2 separate regions of the Xenopus laevis genome follow, and region 2 is linked to region 1. A link is a contact called in public Hi-C data. All regions are on one chromosome and are shown on one strand. The core of a region is the stretch at or near the end of the contact, and the rest is flanking DNA. Distances in the headings are between cores, read along the strand shown. Region 1 holds the start of efnb2.L (ephrin B2 L homeolog). Region 2 has its middle 120 kb from the start of LOC121400026.

Region 1 (4,397 bases), core at 1,026-3,525:
CCTCCTACAAATGTAAGACGAAAGGTGTGCCGCAACAGTGTTTTTTTTTTTTTCTAAGAAAAAAAGGGGGAAAAATCTAAGATGTGATGACATGATTAAATGGCAGGATTAAATAGGCTGGAACTGAAGGACTAGGAAGGCTGAGTGCACAGTCAAGCTGTGTGCATTGAAACAGTGACCTCTGTGGGCCTGAAATGATCATGATTTTAGATCCTCCATTTACTTTCATTCAGCAAGTGAAGCGTTGCCTCTGAACCCACCACAGTCGTAGACCTGCCAGCACCCTCAACATGCGCACAGAGAATGGGCCCAAACGCACAGCCAATAGACGAACACTTTGTATCTCTCCTTCTGTGAATCAGCAATGATTCTGAGTACAACAGCTTGGGTTGTTAGCCTATGTGCTGCTGTTGAAGCGCTTTCAGACATTCTTAGGGACAGAGCCCCCTGCTATTTATTTGGCTTTATTTTGCTCTGAACCTCCTTATTCATATTTTATAAAAAAGCATGAAAAAAATGATAGTAATGTTTGATCTACCTACACACACATAGGCTGAAAGAAACTCCCTTACAACTATTGGGTGACATTGGCAAGCAGTGCTGCAATACCCACAGGGCACAGATTTTCTACAGTGCCCTTCTGCCAGATGCCACGATGAGGAAGTTCAAGAAAGGAAATTTTAATTTAAATACTCAATACAAAGTGGGAATTCACAAACCTCTATTCAGATTAGCCTGTGTTCTCCTTTAACCAAAATGAAATAACAGGTCTCTGCCATAGAAAACCTTTGGGTAGAGCAATACAGATGGCAGAGAACCCGCTTATGGTATGTGGGATAGACTATGTGCATCAATATATTTTAAAGGGTGTTGTGGGATTCCCATACTATTAATTTAATTTACAGGGCATGAGTTTACATGTATCTATGAGCTCCTGTTTTACCCTGAACCACTGAGATCAGCACGGTCAGAAGGGAAGGACTGCAGGGACGCCGATAAGGCTGCTACAGGGATTCATTTATTTATATAGCGCTAACTTAGTGGGCAGCGCCGCGCTATGAGAAAAAGCAGAGGTACAAACAAAGGGCTTCCCTCAGATGAGCAGCCGATGCCAAACTGCCGCTTACAAATCACAAGCTGCTTCTATATGGCAGCTCCATCCGAAGATTTAGTGGACACAAATGATCCTTCGGGACTGGAAGGTAATTGCAAGAAATATTAGTCTCTCTGCGTTTGAACGATCAGCAGCGTCCCCTAGACTCCAGGATCCTGCCAGCCCGGTGTCAATATGAGCCCAATGAGCTGGCTCACCCAGTAGCTGACTAATCACTCGCAGCACCCACAAGACAATGGGAGAACCTTGTACCGGGGTGACCCGGACACGTCACGGCTCGGTTCCATATAGAACGCTAAGTTATAACACAGGGGATGCCCTGGGATCGGCAGGGAATAAAGGGCTCAGCCCAGTGTTATGACAGCGATGCCCAAACTGCCGACTACGGCCCTGTAGCTACCGGTGAACTTCAACTGAGCCCGGAGCTCGGTGGGTTTTAATTTGCCACTACCAAGGGGTCGTGGGTAGAATGTCCCTGTACGGACACGCTTACACGCTGATAATATCTATACAACACTGCTGATTAGAGTGTCGCACCGTGTCTGTATGTGGCCCTCACACACTGACGTAAAGAGTAAAAGGGCTCGGGACTTACCTGGCGTTGGACGAGTTCCAGTATATAGGATCCAGCACTGTAGACCAGGAGATCGCAGTCCTGAGCAAGAGAATACAAACTCCCAGGCTGTACTTCCACACCGAGTCCCCGCTCAGTGCCATGATCTGGCCGCCCCAAGAAACTATCACTGACCAAACGCAACGTTTCGGCTCTAGTCAAAGCCAGTGATCCCCGAGAGTCCAACCAGCGGGGGGATATCCAACTCCCTGAGCTGCTGCGACTGACACTGCGCAACAAATCAACTCCAAACGGCAAACTCCTGCTCACATGCACTGTATCCCAAGGTACCAAAAGGGGCCGCGCTGTTATCAAGGGGACCCGTCATCCGGCAACCCTGTCTGTGATCCTAAGCCAAAGAGCCCGCAAAGTGCGCTGTATTAATCCAGCTCCAGGCAGTCCCTGTGTGTATCCTATAGGTGCCCGCAGATAAAAGCTGCCGCAGATCCCTGATTGGCTGCCAATGGCGGGGTACGACTGTGTGTGGCACTGCTGCTCCGGGCACACGGATAATGAACTCAGCTGCAGATCCTCGCACTACTTCTCACTAAACCCAAGTCTCTCTCAGCGCAGCGCTTTAGCCATATAAACTCAGCCCGCCCACTCCCGCCCGTCCTTCTCATTGGCTGACATGCTCAAGAGCGGAGCGGATTGGCGGCGCTTCACGTCAATCGATAGTTAAGACAGAGCGCGTCTGCTCCTTGGCATCGTATTGTGTGTGACAGGTACAGACCTCCCATACAATAAAACATGAACTCATCGGCGGCTATTAATATTCATTAGGTGACCCTACACTGCGACATACACAAACTCCACTTTCTTTCTTGGATCCCTTTTTTTCAGGAAAATTCATTGCGAAAACTATGAAGCCAAACCGACTGGATAGACGCGTTTATAGTGATACTATTCAATTAATCAACTGTGTAACTGTGAGAAAATATATTTTTTACAAACAATAAATGTGATATATATATATATATTATATAAAATATAACAGCCTCTAGCTAATCAGTTGCTGCAGAACAGATAGTCCCAGACCTCCTCAACTCACATAATAACCGGTGTGACCTCTGGAGCAGCCTCCAGGGAGCATCTTGGGAGATTTGACACTTCTCACTATAAACATTATTTAGTCAGAAAATAGTCATCCCTGGGGAGTAAATAGATGAAATGTGTATCCTCTGCGGTCCAGCAGGGAGTAAATCAAATATACATTTCCACAGTAAAATCATCATCATCTCCTTTCCAGAGTCCAGCTGTGTATAGTCTAGTAATGGATCTATTATTATGGTAGGTGGGGGGAGATCTAATGTAACTACTGTCTAATTGTACAATCCAACTGTTTATATGGGGCTAGGGAGTTATTCTTGGTGTATTTGGCCTTCTCTAGATCTTTTTACTGTGCTTCTGCCTTTGTATTGTGCCAGGGATCTTTTTAGAGAGTAGGGAGAGGCGGAATCTGGAATTTATAGTTGGAAGAGAAGCCATAAGGACAACTATATAACTAGGACAGGGGTCCCCAAACTCTTTTTTACCCATGAGCCACATTCAAATGTAAAAAGAGTTGGGGAACAACACAAGCATGCAAGAAGTTCCTGGGGTGCCAAATATTGTCTGTGGTTGGCTATTTATAGCCCTTATGTGGACTTGCAGCCTATAGGAAGCTGTTTCTGATAGTAAAAATGGTTTAAATACAACCAAAACCTGCCTCCAAGCCTGGGATTCAAAAATAAACATCTTATCCAAGGGGTCGGAGCCAGGTCTGGACTGAGAATTATAATAGGCCCTGGCATTTCAGGTACACAGAGGCCCAATCAGCCCATACAGAAGCCCAAACAGTCCCCACCAGCCCACTAAATAGTGACTTTCAATTGCACCTTATAGCAGCCCATCTGGCATTTGCCAGAACCCACAGATTGCCAGTCCGGGCCTGGTCGGAGCGCACCTTATACAAGGCAATGTCGGAATGGAATGTATGGGGCCCACCAGGAAACCTTAGTCCATGGGACCACTTTCCAAACTATAATTCCTCCTCTCCAAACTCAATCTCTTTCTTCTCCTAGTCTTTTATATTAACTTACTATATTCTGTTCTTCGAATATTGTCGATTTTTTCCCATAAATAAATAGGGAATGACCATGAAATTGCCCAAACAGTTAGAAGCCAAAGGGCCCTGGTATCCCTGTTGGCCAGTCTGACACTGATCCAAGGGGTTGGAGGGCAACATGTTGCTCAGTCACGAGTCTCTGGTTGGGGATCACTGAATTAGGCAAATTGGACGACTGTACGTTTATGGCCACCTACATCCCTAACAAGCAAACGAGATATCGCCATATTACTACTCTAGATAGCACCTTTATATAATCTGAGCCTGTAGCAGACATGGTTTAGCTGAAACGTTGTTTTTGCCCCATGCCCCCTCTGTCTTAACGTGTGTCAGATTGTTTTTACATACAAATAAGACACTACAAAAAAAAAGAAATACAATGTACACGCGGAACTAGAACTCACACCAAACCACGAAATAGAAGAGGGCTAAGCTTTAAGCATTTTTTTTTCAGCTGTGTGGCAGGCAGGGGGTTAAAGGATTTCTCTCTGTCGGACGGAGATAATTGTACAGCAGCAGAAGAATGCATCTCTATGTTACAGACAACTGATCAATTTATCTGT
Region 2 (4,397 bases), core at 1,028-3,527, 390 kb before region 1:
GGCTGCATATAAAGTAGTTCAGTCTGCAGCATGCATCTATATGAATTGCTATTTGGTCATGTGGGATGTGGATTCAATATATGACTGGTATTAAAGGGGTGAGGTGGCAACCCTATCCCCAGTGAAGATATAACAGTTCCATTGCTATTTAAAAAACTTAATAAAAAAATCCAATCAATCTAGGACTATTAATGAAAAGCCTGAAAGTTATTATCACTGTTTATACTGCTAGTTAATAGTGTGAGAGCTAATATGCCAAGCTATAGTTCTATATTATTTCGATCAAATTAGCAGCATTACAAATGAATGTGTGTTTTCCAGTTGCATGTGCTGCTGGTCCCTTATAGGAATATTTTGTTAATTTGGAAGACTGACCAGTTGTTTTGTAGCTTCTAGCACTCTATTCTTGTTTAAGCTTCCTCTAAGTTACATTGAAATCTTCAACATGCAGACAGAGGCAGGGAAACACATATGACATGTAGCAAGTGGTTAGGACTAAAAAAAATTGATTTGCCAACTATAACTCTAATTTGTATTACTCTAGAAATGCCATATTTTATATACTGAACTTATTGAATCAGCCTAATGGTTCAGCATCACTATAGTACTAATGACCCGGGCCATTAAAGCTCTCAGAGGAGTTTCCTATCTTGGATTTTGTTAGGAGTGTCAGTGACATGCACATGCTCAGTGTGCTTTGAGCACACTAAGTGGTAGGGAGCACTTTTGGCATTACAAACACTACCTAGGGTCATGGAAAAATACAATGGAAGGAAACAAAAGCTGTCTCAAAGCAGTTCTATCCTGAAGTGCTGGCTTCTTCTCAAAACTCAGAATCAGGTACAATGCACTGAGATGGCTGCCACCACACCAATATTACAGCTAAAAAAGCAATACATTTTTAGTTTCAAAAATAACATTTTAAATTATTTGCAATGTAAACAGTATAATTTAGAAACAAAAAGTAAATCATAAAAATCATGACAGAATCCCTCCAAATTGGAGCTGATATTCCAAGTTATATAAAAATATATATTTGGTCAATTTAGCAATATAAATAACTGTTGTGTGTATGTACAAAGTTTGCTTTGGTGTGCTAGACACTGTGAACTGGTCACTAAGGGGCAGATTTATCAAAGGTCGAAGTACGAAGTTAAAAAAAATTCAAACTTCAAATTCAAAAAGACCAATCAAAGTTTTTTGGTGTCGAAGTGGGCCGAATTCGACCTACTTCCAATCGTACAATCGTACTTCGATCAAAATTTTTTTAACTTCGACTTTTGATCTCCCAAACTCCCCCAATTGCCTCCATACAGGTTCCAGGAGGTCCCCCATAGGCTAAAACAGCTCTTCGGCAGCTTTTAGGTGGCGAATGGTCGAAGTTGAAGTTTTAAGAGACAGTACTTCAAAAAAAATTCGATCTTCGAATTTCGAAGTTTTTTCAAGTTCGAATCGAAGTTGGACTATTCGATGGTCTAAGTACCCAAAAATTACTTTGAAATTCGAAGTTTTTTACTTCGAAAATTCACTTTGACCTTTGATAAATCTGCCCCGAAGTGAATACAGACATAGGATATGGTATGGTGAGAAAAAGCTATCTTGTGGTTTATCACGTGAAAACACGTGGACAAGATGTGATCCGAGGAGAAAAAACTTTTCCCCAGTTTTTTCCCCCATAGACTTCAATTGAATTTTTAAGCGATAAATTGTGAGAAAAGTTTTTCTGAACTGAATTGCATCTCAAATTGAATCTCATCCACGAGTTTTCACGTGATAAACCTTTTTCTCACTGAATTGAATCTGATCATTTGTAGGATTGCTCCTTGAGTGCCTACCCTACAAACAATACGGTGACATTTGTAGGATCCAACAAAATCTTGTGCTGTTGCGTAGTGTTGGGTGGTGCTGCGAGGCAAGATCAAATAAAATCTGACACAAAAAACCTTATAAAAATCTGCTGTGAAGTTTAGCCCATAGGATACTCACTTTAAAAAAATGTTGATTGCCTAATTAATTAAGATGCCTACCACAAAGCAACTAAGAAAACCAGCCCATGCATCTAAATTAATTTATAATACAGGCATGATATTGACTTAAAATGCTTCTGGGTTTAAAGGGCCCAGCTTTAACCTTCCTTTCTGTTGTACATAAAAAAAGGTCTTACATCCCCGTGGTAGTGAATTGGAGCCACAAGGTGTCACTGTGTGTTAGAAGCAGTGTGTCCAAATAGAAAAATGTGTGTATTGGCAGGCAATAAAGGCCCCACCTCGCAGTGATGCATGGAAACAGAAACCACTGTGCTTGCACTTTCGGCTCAGAGAATCTGAGCTCTCTAGGTGTACCGTACTTATTTTTTTTAGGATATTTTCCAGTGTAGTTAAGTCACTGTAAATATGTATAGCTACTGTATCTAACATGCTGGTTGATGTTCTGAATGTACTATTGTGAATGTTAACAAAAAAAAAACTGCATTAAAAGTTGGATAAAAGTTATTAAAAGCTCCCAAATTCAGTTTCATAGGGTTGCTAATTCTAACATTATGACTATGAATTATTATTTTCTAGCACAGATAATACATTCTTGAAATACATTTACTTAAAAGCCAAATGGTACATTCACATTGTCAGTGAAAACATACAAACACTGTCCAATGAATCTATTAGCAAATAATCCAACAGCAACTCAAGGGTTTTAAAAGCAATTCAATATTTAGATACATACTTCCCCCCACTAGATACTAGATTTCATACACCCAAGGCTGGTGAGAATGGAAGGCTAATTCAGTTTGGGAGTGTTTTGGAATGGGAAGGTAATTTATTTTTAAGTTTTAAAGGAAAACATCAACAAGAAATCTTCTTTTATTAAATCCTTACACATGGTATGAATTGAGGTTTTATAGCTTCGAAAAAACAGGAAGCTAATTACAAGGTGGTATATTGTACTGTCTTAAAAGTCAATAAAATGTTCCTACTAACACTCAATGTACACTGGAGCTATTGGACAAATTACAAGGATTATGGACAAAATAGAGGCGATACCTCCAATGAAGCCTAAACCAAACCAACAGATGGAAGGGTGAACTCACCGAAGCTGTGAACGGAACACATACTTTAGTGTCAGCCAGAATATGACAGTTTGTATTGCAGTACAGACCGAACAAAATATCTATTAATCTATTATAATTAACACAGGTATGGGACTTGTTATCCAGAATGCTATAAAACATTAAAGTATTAGAGGGGTTGTTCACATTTGAGTTATCTTATAGTATGATGTAGAGAGGGATATCCTGAGAAATTGGTTCTCATTTTTTTAATATTTGTGGTTTTTGATTTATTTAGATTTTTATTCAGCAGCTTTCCAGTTTGCATTAATCTCCCCTAAATGCCTTCCCGCCGGTGGGATGGCATTTGGATCGCTTTGTTTTCCAAAGTAGTCCAAAGTTGCCTCACGAGGAAACTTCGGAAAACGGAAGTGATCTGTATGCCATCCCGCCAGCGATTCACATTCTTGCCGGTGGGAAGGCATTTTGGGGAGAGTAGTCACCGGAAGAAGAGGAGATTTGTCTCTGGGTGACTAATCTCCCTGAATCTGAATGTGTGCCACCACCCTAACTGTACAGAGAGATATACCTTCAGAAGGAAAACAGAGAAGTGTTCTTATGTTGCTCTGCTCAGGAAAGAGATATAAAGCCTCAGATGCCCTTCCTATCTCCTCCTGAGCAGAGCAACATCAGAACACTTCTCTATTTTCCTTCTGAAAGTATATCTTTCTAACTGTACATCAGAACTGACAGGTGGCGATGTTGTTACAAAATTTATTTTAGCGGCAATTAAAAATACTTAGCTCTGATACTGAAAAAAAAAATAGTTAATATAAATTGCAAACTTCCTTACAATTTTACATTGTAGAAATGTGTATGAACGGAGGGCACACCATACAATCAAATATTTGGCAAGAATATGCGCTAAAGGTGCAAAAAACCAAGGTCACCCCTACACAGAGCGACCATACAATCAATATACCATACAATAGGTTATGCAGAATTTTTCATATATAGACTCAGGTGGTATCAAAAAAATATTTTACTGTTTAAAAATGTTTTGGCTATTCTCATTTGTGGCAAATATATCCACTCCTTGTTGCTTCCTTTTTTTGCTTCGTACAAACCTTGGGGTTGTATGTATACTATTACCATGTATATTATTGCTGTATAAACTTAACATTTGTTAACACAATTGTATATTGCCAAAACATTTTTAAACAGTAAAATATTTTTTTGATATATTTAGTCTATATTTGAAAAATTCTTTTGAGAGTGCATAACCTATTGTATGGTATACAACATTTTTACACTAACCTTTTATTTAAGGTTTACTTATCCTATAAGAAATAAA

Evidence for each region. Hi-C and Micro-C count contacts between places; a contact is called where the count stands out from the background.
Region 2: a Hi-C map of the XTC cell line shows a contact between it and region 1, with 5 times the contacts expected there. A contact is called at or near these places in 2 of 4 Hi-C or Micro-C datasets (the XL177 cell line and the XTC cell line).

Annotation. Positions count from the first base shown.
Region 1 is chr2L:123,258,964-123,263,360 of Xenopus_laevis_v10.1, reverse strand. efnb2.L (ephrin B2 L homeolog) reads right to left here and starts at 2,275. Exons shown (of 5, transcript NM_001086485.1): 1 at 1,710-2,275. The coding sequence starts at 1,831.
Region 2 is chr2L:123,644,446-123,648,842 of Xenopus_laevis_v10.1, reverse strand. No RefSeq gene overlaps it. Among protein-coding and RNA genes, the nearest start is that of LOC121400026, 120 kb to the right of the region's middle.